Linked DNA regions of Hordeum vulgare: region 1 is linked to region 2. Evidence: chromatin contacts called from public Hi-C data. All regions are on one chromosome and are shown on one strand. The core of a region is the stretch at or near the end of the contact, and the rest is flanking DNA. Distances in the headings are between cores, read along the strand shown.

Region 1 (2,700 bases), core at 77-2,576, 240 kb before region 2:
GGCTGTTTTCGACCGGTCCCATTTACTTCCTTTGACTGTTTCTCTCATTCCTTCGTTTGCCGACTGTTTTGACTGTTTCCTTCATTTCTTCGATAGTTTCGTTCGTTCGTTCGTTTAACATTTACTTGAACATGGTTTTTTCAAGCGAAATGGCCCTGGAATTTCAGTAGTGAAGCATTCAATTCAATGGAATGGCCCTGTGAATTAAAAACAACGAAAGTCATCTACTTGCTAATATGAAGAAATTGAGTTCATCAAATTTGACTTAAACTTTTTGTTGACTATGATGTAAAGAACAAATCTTCTCTCAATTGACAAATTTATAGCATATTTTACCTTCTAACAGTACAGTGTGTATGTTTGGAAAGATATTTTATTTGAATGACAGAAAACCCTATAGAATAGAACAAAAATTGCTTAATTGAAATTACTTACTCAAAAGTTTCCTTACTATCAAAGTTAGTCAAAGAAATTGCAAAAAAAAAAAATGTTTGTGAACTAATTTATTTTACGGATTTTTAAGAAAAATTCACGAATTTATAAAAAAGATCACCAAATTTCATAAAAGTTCACAAAATTTATAAAAAAGTTCATGGTATTTTTGAAAAAGTTCAACGAATTTCATCGGATTTGAAAAAAGTTCATTCGATTTGAAAAAAGGTTCATCGATTTTGAAAATAGTTCATCCGTATTTTAAAAAAAGTTCATGGATTTTTAAAAAAGTTCATGGAATTTGAAAAATGCTCATTGAATCTTTTCAAAAAAGTTCATGGATTTTCACAAAATGTTCATCAAATTTGAAAAACAGTAATCAATTCTTTAAAAACAAATCATGGAGTTTGAGAAAAAGTTCATCAAATTTGTAAATGTTCATCGGATTTTTTAAAGAAGGTTCAGTGAATTTAAAAAAGTTAATGGAATATGAACAATGTTTGTTGAATTTAGAAAAATGTTCACTCGAATTTGGAAGTAAAATCATCAAAATTGCAAAATAAATTCGCCTTTTAAAAAAAATCGTTGTGTTGAAAGAAGGTCACGTATTTAAATAAAAATTAAAATTAAAAAAAAGAAATAGGAAAACATTAAAAAATAAAGAGCATTATGCGTAGATATACAAGGACGGAAGTAAATATTCACTAATCGTCAATTTTCCATGTGGTTAATGCAGTTGGATCTCTAGCGGGCGCGCATCTCGGCTTTTTCTTTCTTTAAACAGAAAGCAAACGACAGATCGATGGGCTGCCCACTCGCAGAAGAGGGGGTGCGCTGCAGAATAACTAAAACCGGCGCCTGTGACGTTAAATAGGGTTTACCGGTAGTAGCTACACGCTTCAGCGCCCTGCTTAACTTCGGTTGCCGTTGCGTACGCACCTCACTCAATGGGTCGGTCTAGCTCGGGAGGCCATAGGTCGTTACCTCGTATATTTTCTGTTTCTATGCCCTATTTGGTATTTATTTTTTGTTTTTTTAGACTTTCAAATATTCCGAATATATATTACAAAAAACATTTTACATAAAGAAATTTTTAAAAGAACTACCAAGGATTTGGAAAATGTTAAATGTGTATAGATAATAAAATCTCATATATACAAAATGGCATATACAAACAAATTAATGTGTATTAAAAATGTTGATCACGTTCTTAAATTTTTTTTATCCATTTATTTATAAAAATGTTAATCAAGCATTGAAAAAATATTAATCAACCATGTAAAAAATGTTGAATGTGTATATAGGAAAAACAATCATGTATACAACAAATATATACAAAACAAAAACAATGTGTATGAAAAAATGTTGATCATGTGTTTAAAAAATGTTAAATGTTTATAAAGAAAATGTTTCTCATGTTTACGAAAAATGTATAAACAAAATACACAGTGTGTATTAAATATGGTGATCGTGTATCTAAAAAAAATATCAAGCATTTGAAATAATATTAATCGAGTATTTGAAAATGTTAAAGAAATATTTGAAAAACATTAAATGTGTATAGAAAAAATTATTTATATTAAAAATATATGCAAAAAATGATGTGAATGGAAAATATTGATCATGTGTTTAAGTATGTTAAATGTCCATAGAGAAAATGTTCTTATCTTTGCAAAAAATATAGAAAAAATATATTTTATATCAAAAAAATTGGTCGCATGTTTAAAAGAAATGTTAATTGAGCATTTTAAAAATGTAATCACATGTTTGAAAAATAATAATCGGGCATTTTTATAATGTTAAATATTTATAGAATAAATGTTTGTAATGAATAGGACAATATACACAAAACAAATACAGTGTATATCGAAAAATGTTCACCATGTTTTTAAAAATTGTAAATGTTTATAAAAAATATTACTGGAGTATACAAAAAATGTACATTCTGTGCGAAAAATGTTTTCTGCCATGAAAATAATGTTCCTGACGTATTGTAAAATGATGAACATGTATTTATAAAATGTTAAAATTATATTTGCAAAATATGAACATTTTTTCAAACAAACTTTCTGGTGTACGGTAAATATATTTTTTAAACACTGAAAATTATTGCATAAATACACACCAAACATTACTGTGTAATATATGATGAACATTTTGTTTATATGTTGAACTTTTTAAATTATACGATGGACATTTTTTAATACACACTAAACATATTTTAATATATGGTAAAAAAAACATAATGTATATTGATTTTTTTGTAAA
Region 2 (2,700 bases), core at 106-2,605:
TGCAAAATACGGCATGTATCTTGGTACGTATTTGGAAAAAATTTAAAAGATGACACCAACTTATGAATACGGCCCGAATTGTGGTAGTCTTTTGCGATTAACTCTGGATCATGGGTAACGGGGTGGACAGGGCGGCACCGCGCAATGCGCATTGCCTTTGGGTCGCTGGTTGGTTCAGGCCCGTGCCTCCACTAAAATGAACAGCCTCCGATCCCTCCCTCTCTTTTTCCTCCTTTTGATCCGGCTCGCTTTGCGCAAAGGCGATCCGTCCTCTCTGGTGTTTGTCGCCAGTGGCCGGGGATCCGTGGGCGGGCGGGCGCGCGCCGTTTCGGGTGCATCTTGGCGATGAGAATGAATGCATGTGTGTGCATATCCATCCGATCCATGCAATCCTCGTATGCCCGTCCGCTGACGCCGCCTTGCGCCTTGCCTTGGCCTGGAGGATGGATGGTCGTTCTTTCTCTTTCTCTTGCCTTCCCATGTGCCCTTGCCCGGAGGCCGCGCCGTACCGAAAGATCCCTTTCTCCATTTCTTTTTTTCCCGTCCACCTTGCATCAAAACGGCCAGTAACGAACCAGCCAGACCTCCCAATGTAGCAGCAGCAGCAGCAGCAGCAGCAGCGAGGCCGGTGCTTTCGCTCGCCACTTTCTTTTGTTGGAACGGAACGAAGGTGGGTTCCGTCGCCCAACACTCGACCAGCACAGCATCAGCATGGCGGCCTCCGTCACCGCAAAAGCTTAGCCCCTAAGCTACTACTTCCTCGTCCATAATACTTTCTCCGTTTTAAAATAAGTGTCTTAAGTTTAGTATAATTTTATACTAGAACTGGTACAAAGTTAAGACAGTTATTTTGAGACGGAGGGAGTATAAACGAGGAAGCACTGTACTTCTGCATGAGCCCGCGCGCGCCAGTGTTGGCGTTGGCCCTGCCTGCGTGCAGCACAGTAGTGCTAATCATGTGTTGCTATACATACATGCTTAGAATTAGTTGTCACTAATCATGTTTTCAGCACGCACAACAGCACAAGCAGGCGCGAAGCTCCTTTTATAATAAACAGAAGCACGTACTACGCTCTGTGACGGAAAGACGAGCCCATTACCAGTGGCTCAGCTATGCCAGAGCTGGCCGCGTCTGTCTAGGTCACAGGGAGGGAGGCCACCATGCATGATGAGCTGCCATGCCATGCTCGTACCACCGCCACCACCACGCTACTCCCCGCTGTCCCACACCTACGCCCTCCCTCCTCTCTCTCCCCGGCCCGTCCGAGTAGTTTCGCTCTGCGTGCGAGCGAGAGGAGAGAGAAGGTGGTTGAGGGACAATAAAATACTCACCATGGGCCAAAAGCTCCAGTGAGCCGCGACGCTGCCCCCACCCACTGGCCGACGCCCCTCCCAAGAACCTCGCCAAGGAATCCTAGAAACCCACCAACAAAACACGGGGAAGGAGAAGGAGGTCCGTCCGTGGTGGAGTGGAGTGGAGGGAGGAAGACCAGTGAAGACCACGCAAGGCACAGGCGCATTTGCGTGTGCCCGTCCTCGCGTGCTGTCTTCTTCTTCCTCCTCCTCCGTCTCCTCCAGCCCTGCTGTGATGGCGCGGCGGTGGGCGGCTGCGGGCCTGCTGTGCCTGGCCGTGGCGGCGGCGGCGGCGGGGTCCGTGCTGGCGGCCGCCGTGGACGGCGCGGTCACCTACGACCGGAAGGCGGTGCTCATCAACGGCCAGAGGCGGATCCTCTTCTCCGGATCCATACATTACCCCCGGAGCACCCCCGAGGTAAAGCAACCCGGCCGCCTTCCTTCCGAAAGCGTCTCCTTTTTCCTTTTCTTCTTGCTTTTTTCCGTGGAAGGGGGCGTACGGGAGTTTCCTGGGTGGTTTAATGGCGTTTCTTGGTGGAGCTGCCATGGAAAAAAGTGAAACGCTCCTTGCTTCCATGCTTGCTTGCCCGTACGTTTCGTTTCCCCCCTTTGCGCCCAATGTTTTCAAGCGACAGACATCGACATCTCCCTATCCTTGCGGATTCCCCTTTTCTAGATTTTCTCCAAATGCTGCTCGGTTTTCCTGCTCCCGCAACCATTTTGGGGCATTTCTGGGCCCAATGTTACTAGATTTTTGTTCACATGTTTCCGAATCTTTGGCTGGTTGACTCACCACTGACTGTTCGTCCGTCCATTGATGCTGCTCCTGTACATCAGATGTGGGAAGGGCTGATTCAGAAGGCGAAAGACGGAGGCCTGGACGTGATCCAGACCTACGTCTTCTGGAACGGGCATGAGCCAACCCCTGGAAGCGTACTACACTCACACTTATCACCACCTACTTACCATTCAGTGTGCGCTGCTGTTACAAGAGACATGGAATTCCAGTGGTAATTTTCCCGCTTGCTGCAGTACAACTTCGAAGGGAGGTACGATTTGGTCAAGTTCATTAAGACCGCCCAGAAGGCCGGGCTGTTTGTACATCTCCGCATCGGTCCCTACATTTGCGGGGAGTGGAATTTCGGGTATGCACATTTACTCCTCATCGCAACTTGTTCGAAAACCACCACGACGGTAGAAATGGCATTATTTACTGGCATCGTGCTGCTGCTGCTTCCAGTTTGGTGAATGCGTGTGATCTGCTTTTGTTCGTCTACTTGACTTGTGTCCTTCCGTTTCCGTGCGATTCATGCAGCGGCTTTCCGGTCTGGCTGAAGTATGTTCCGG

Evidence for each region. Hi-C and Micro-C count contacts between places; a contact is called where the count stands out from the background.
Region 1: a contact with region 2 is called in a Hi-C map of leaf, with 5 times the contacts expected there. The contact joins the enhancer-like site here to the promoter of LOC123449529 in region 2. A contact is called at or near these places in 3 of 6 Hi-C or Micro-C datasets (leaf and seedling) and 1 of 1 datasets of contacts at active chromatin or transcription factors (embryo).

Annotation. Positions count from the first base shown.
Region 1 is chr4H:562,151,522-562,154,221 of MorexV3_pseudomolecules_assembly, reverse strand. No RefSeq gene overlaps it. Among protein-coding and RNA genes, the nearest start is that of LOC123447044, 50 kb to the left of the region's middle. Within about 2 kb of position 1,326, at least 2 of the 3 cell types and tissues checked have open chromatin away from gene starts, as enhancers often do. A contact at or near this core is called in leaf, where this site is marked.
Region 2 is chr4H:561,913,998-561,916,697 of MorexV3_pseudomolecules_assembly, reverse strand. LOC123449529 (beta-galactosidase 5) reads left to right here and starts at 1,355. Exons shown (of 19, transcript XM_045126780.1): 1 at 1,355-1,771; 2 at 2,191-2,286; 3 at 2,386-2,498; 4 at 2,669-2,700. The coding sequence starts at 1,589.